2 separate regions of the Rattus norvegicus genome follow, and region 2 is linked to region 1. A link is a contact called in public Hi-C data. All regions are on one chromosome and are shown on one strand. Each heading gives the region's core, a stretch centred on a gene start, on an enhancer-like site or on the middle of the called end of the contact. The rest is flanking DNA. Distances are from core to core; before and after follow the strand shown. Region 1 holds the start of Hint1 (histidine triad nucleotide binding protein 1). Region 2 holds the start of Gm2a (ganglioside GM2 activator).

What was found. A called contact is a pair of places that touch in the nucleus more often than the background predicts.
Region 2: a Hi-C map of liver shows a contact between it and region 1, with 4 times the contacts expected there. The contact joins the promoter of Gm2a here to the promoter of Hint1 in region 1. A contact is called at or near these places in 3 of 12 Hi-C or Micro-C datasets (frontal cortex, liver and psoas muscle).

Annotation. Positions count from the first base shown.
Region 1 is chr10:39,488,911-39,491,610 of GRCr8, forward strand. Hint1 (histidine triad nucleotide binding protein 1) reads left to right here and starts at 1,315. Exons shown (of 3, transcript NM_001109607.1): 1 at 1,315-1,483. The coding sequence starts at 1,373.
Region 2 is chr10:39,718,615-39,721,537 of GRCr8, forward strand. Gm2a (ganglioside GM2 activator) reads left to right here and starts at 1,305. Exons shown (of 4, transcript NM_172335.2): 1 at 1,305-1,444. The coding sequence starts at 1,346.

The DNA of each region.
Region 1 (2,700 bases), core at 65-2,564:
GCTGTGATGTTTTTGCTGGCCTCTGAGAGAACAGTTTGTGTCTTGATCACCAAACCATCTCTCTAAGTCCCTAAGGTCACTATGGCCACTTGGAGATTGTCAGATAAGAGAGCCAGGAACAGAATCCAATGAGATGTGGAACGGGGGGGGGGGGGGGGGGGGCTCCATGTGCAGAAGAAACCATCCAGAGGGCAGTGGGATGGGATGTTGAAAGAAGCTAACGGTAACAACAGTGGCGACCCACGTCCACAGATCTATATGACAACTGGGATTGTCTACAGAACGTTGTGAATGGAGGTCCTGCCTAATCCCGACGAGGAAGAAATGACCCAAAGAACCAACGATGACAAAGTGCACACGATATTCAGAAAACACTTTTTAAGAGGACCGAGGGGACAGAGAGGAGGAAGGGTGGAGGCGGGGCCAAGAAAGACTTTGTTTCTTCTTCGAAACTGATTCCAGCCAGGAAGATGGCCCTAGGGGCTTACAAACAACTCCTGCCTAGGTCTCATCTCTCCAGACTTGGACTTAATTAATGTGGGGTGTGGTCAGAGATGTTTAAAGAGTTCCCAAGTGGTTTTTAGTACGTAGTTAAGATTGAGAATCGCTGCCACACAAAGCGAGAAACAAAGCAAAGAACACCTGATGTAAGGCTTCATATGGCTCTTAGCCAAGACCTCAAACAACTGAGGGTTTAAATGATCAGGGTTAAGAGCACTTGTAGCTCTTGCAGAGGACCAGGTTTCAGTTCTATCCACCCACATGGCTCACAACCATCTGTAACTCTAGTTCCAGGGGATCCGAGGCATTAGATATAATGCACTCTTACGCATGCTGGCAAAATACTCACACACACATATACATATATAAAATAAAAATCTTAAAAAAAAAAAAAGGCTACGGTATCACAAGCCAGCAAATGTGATCAGCACAACTTGAAACAGAAAACAGACTGCTCTGGAACAGGGTCTCAGGTAACCCAGGCTGGCCTCAAACAATGTTGAGGATGAACTGAATTTCCATCCTCCTGCCTCCATTTCTCAAACTCTAGGACTACAGACGTGCAGCACCAGATCCGGTTTATGAGGCGGTAGAGTTCAAATCTAGAACTCCGTATACGCTTGGCAAGCACTGGGCCAAACCTAGCCTCCTCCCAGAACTAGCAAATCAAAATTTCTTATAGAGGTGCAGAGGCAAAGAACCGGCGCTTCCTCCGCCCATTTCATTCCTTCGCTCCCAGCGGCTGCGGCGCCGACGCCGGCGCCAGAGCGCATGCGCAGACCGACCGGGCGCGAGCCGGCAGTCCCCGCGCGCTCTCGCGGTTCCTCTCCCCACCGTGGCCGCGGCGCGGGAAGGACAGCGACCGGCCGCGATGGCTGACGAGATTGCCAAGGCTCAAGTGGCCCAGCCCGGTGGCGACACGATCTTCGGCAAGATCATCCGCAAAGAAATCCCGGCCAAGATCATTTTCGAGGACGATCGGGTAGGCTTGCCGCCCGGCGACACGCCGGCGTTCCCTGAGGAGCCGCGGGCCTGAGACGACGCGCGGCCTGGCTGGCCTGGCCCTGCGCCCGCGTGGCCCTGCGGCGCGTGCCTGCGCTCGGGTTACGCGTTATCGGCCGCTCGGCCCGCCGCGTGTCGCGGCCCTGGTGAGGTGATGCGGGCCGAGGCCCTGGGAGGTGACGCCCGCCCCGGTCCCCTGTGAAGTGCAGACCCATGGGTGACGCCCACGGGGGCCGGCGACCGCCACCCACCACGCGGGTGTCAATCTGGCCGTCGAGAAACCGGATCCTGCCCCCGGCGCAATCTCTGCGATCTCCCGCGCGCAGCGGTCCGGGCACTGCTAGGTCCTTCTGCTCCCTGTTCCGGCCGCAGACGTTGCCTCTGGGGACTGGCCTTACCCCTTCAAGCTTTTAAAAATATATATATATATATATATTGCTTTAAGGATTTTCTGGTTTGTTGTTTTAATAGATCGGCTTCACCATTCTAGGCTGATCATAAACTCGCTGAGTAACTAACTGGGGCTGACCTTGAACCCTGCTATGCTAGGATTGCAGGTGGTCCACGCCCTGCTGATCGAAGAAAACATTTATGATGCAAGATCAAAAGTTGTCTTTTTTCCCTCCTCCTTGATAGATTAAATCGCAGTCGATATTGAAGACCAATTTTGTAAATTATTTCCTAGGCAGTGATATGGCTTTCAGTCTCACATAAAGCAGGGTGGTAACTTGGCTAGACTAGAAAGTTTTGTGCTGGTTTGTTCAGTCCGCTTAAGAAATTTGAAATATGGGGTTGGGGATTTAGCTCAGTGGTAGAGCGCTTGCCTAGCAAGCCCGGCTCCCAAAAAAGAAAAAAAGAACCAAAAAAAAAAAAAAAAGAAAAGAAAAGAAATTTGAAATATAAGAAAGCATTAATGCTACTGGTAATATTCACATAGACCTGAAATAGTACTCCAAACTTCATTTGGTTCCTTGAGGTGAGTTTTATTTAAATTGCTATATGTGTCACTAATTGGGGAAGTTCTTTTGTCTTAGAAAGAGCCCCATTTCATTGGAAAGGTTTACAAGTCTTGTAGCATGCATGCCCTGTAGTCCCAACCCTACCATCCAGAAGACTGAGCAGGGAGTTACAGACCAGCCTATATTATGGAATAAGTTGCTTACTCAAAAACAAAGCAAAACAAAACGGGGTGGGGGA
Region 2 (2,923 bases), core at 55-2,554, 230 kb after region 1:
CCCATGATTTATTTCCTACAGAAGGAAGATAAGGAAAAATTCAAGGGAGATAAAGAAAAAGGAGCCCCTTCAACTGGAATCTAGTTGGAGCAGAAAAGCAAGAATCCCAGCACAATTAAATATTACTTAAGGCTTCCCACATTCCCAGTTGTTTACAGTTTTCTAGCAATCTTACTAGAAATTCCATTTACCAAGAAGCACATGTACTCAGGCTCCTGTCTAAGTTCACTGGTTTCTAGTTTTAGCTAACCAGCTTGAAACACTGTCCAAAGCACCTTTGGAGCCAATCCATAACTTTAATGATCGAATAAAGAAACAGAGATGGGGTTCCCAGAAACCCGTGAAGCAATGGGCTTTCAAAATCTTGTAGACAGAATGAGAACTAGAGAAATTGAGTCTTTGAGAAGGCCACAAATCTACTTTCCAGTGTGTTTTAAAATCACCAACTATGCTTCTCCATAGGTCCTAAAATTCTTTTTCAGCGATGAAGCCCAGTTTGGCCTGAGTGGAGGTCTCGAACTCCTCGGGCTATCACGCTGATAGTGTATATGCTCTTTCTGTCGACATTCCTGGTATTTTGTTTGTACCTTGGAAAATGAACTTTGGTGTCTAAACAGACTCCGGCCGGCGATAGGCGCCACCACCCCCATCATCCTCAGGCGCAGGTGCTTCCTTAGGACTAAAAGCCTCAGGGGGCCTGGCAGCGTTTTAGATACTGTTAAATGCCAACAACCAGACGCCAGGGAGTTACAATGTGAGAGGACAGAAGCAGGAAACTGTCGGGGAGCTTTGACTCTATAGAGAAGAACCTAAAAGGGAAAACAACTGAACCTCCCTAGACACACCCCAGAGCTTCGCTCCGCCTCGCCCCTCCACGCCCAGCAAGTTCTGCCTATCTTCCCCCCCACCCCCCAGCCCCCTAGCCCGGCGGCGCGCTGAGCCCTGTTTCTGCATTCTCCTCCGCCCTGGCACTCCGCCCTGCCCCTCCCACCTTTAGCCCCACCCCTTACGTAGCCCCCGCCCCTCGCGTTCAGCCCTTCTCGCCCCCTTAGACTCGCCCCTTCGCTCCGCCCTCAATCGGCTCCGCCTCTTTCGCAGAGCCTTTTTTTTCTCAGCACTTAGCTCCGCCCCTTCCTCCCCTGGCTCTGCCCCCTCAGTAGGCCGTTGAGGGTGGGGCCGAAGTGGGCGGTACTTGGGGCGTGACCGGAGAAATCCCGCCTAGGGCCTGCAATCTCTGCCCCGCGGGGCGGAGCGCTGAGCGCAGCCAGGCATTGCAATAGGGACCTGCTGGCTTTAAAGGCACTGGAGAGTCGCCGTGCCTAGACCGACCTCGAGGACCGTCGCCATGCGTCGTGTACCGCTGCTGCTCGTGCTGGGCTTGCTGTTCGTGCTGGGCTTGCTGTTCGCTGGCCCTGTCGCCCCTTCGCGCCTCATCTCGAAGCGCGTGAGTGCCCCTGATCCTGGAGCAGGCCTTCAGCGGCTGATGGGTCCAGATTGTCCTAGAGGGGCTCCTGTCCTCCGAAGCGTCCTGTCCCATCCTTTCCGGGTGCAGAGCAGCGATTCGAACGCTCCTGCCCCAGACCCAGGATCTCAGCGTGTAACTCGCTGCACTCCCCGCCCTCCTCTTTCACTGTTTTCTGCTTAGCTCTGAGCTCTTTCTGCTGTGAGAGGGTTGAATCAGGCCAGGGGTTTCAAACTTGGCTACCAGGTGACAGAGGGCCAGCCGTGTGATCCCACTGCACCTAGTTGTGAGCCTTTGAGACCCTCCATCTCCTGCCAGTCTTTCACTTCCCTGTCTCTCATTTTCCACGCTACAGACCCCCGGGAAAGGGAAGTTCGGTCATTCTGAGGGAAAAGCCCAGTTCCATTGCCTTTTGTGGTGGCCCAAAGTGCAGGTCCTCCAGATCCCTCCTGCCAGCCGGCTGGATAAAGGGGGAAGGTGTTATGGACAATCTTAGCCTTGGTGTATAAAATGTGTGTGATGTCAGCATAGGGTGAGGGCTTTCATGAACCCGGTGTTTGCAGAATGCCAAAAGAATAGTGCAGTTAGGGCCAGTATGGCCTTGGCCTTGTTCGGTCAGATGCAGGGTGATGTTACTTGTGGGAGGAAGGAACTTTTGACCTCACTGTCCCAGAGGCTAGTCAACTTGTCTCTTGATGTCTCCTAGTGTGGGACTGATAGTCTTGGCTCCGCAGCTCGCCTTGTGAGGTGGAGCCCTGTTAGAGGCAGTAGGCCTTGCAGATATTCCCGTTTCTCATATATGCTTTGTTTGTGGGTTCCATTCCAACTTTCGGTGCTCAGTTAGGCAATTTGGAGGGACTCGGGCATTGCAGGCACCAACCTCCTTTTGCTCATGAGGGACTTTACTCAAGATCACTCAGCCATACTTTTGAACCCCGCTGACTGTCATCACCATGTTCTCTAGAGGCTTATGGGTACAGAACTTGAGTCTGCAGTGACTAGTGATTGACCGAGCTTTCGGAATCCTGGGGTCTTCTTTTATCATTGTCTGGTCCTATGACCCTGCACTGTAGCGACTCAAGATATGGCTGGTTTTGTTTTGGCCACTTACTAGACTCTATGTTGCATAGTGGGTGTCATTTATCATATACCTACTGTGTGCGGTAGGTTGAGCTTTGTACTTTTCCTCTTTAAAGTAGTTAATGATGATTTTGAACTACTGAGCTTCCTGCATCCGTCCCCCAATTTTGGAATAATTTATGGGGATAGTATAGAGTTCTGTGTATTTACCTAAGTGCTTTTGTTAGCATCCCATTTTATCCGTGTACTTGTTAAAACCAAGAAGCCAGTGTAGGTTGGTTACTGTGAACTAAATTAGGCCTTATTTGGGTCTCATCGATTTCCCATGAATGCCCCCTCTCTGTTCCAACTCCTGCTCTGGGGTTCCGTATTGTCATCCCT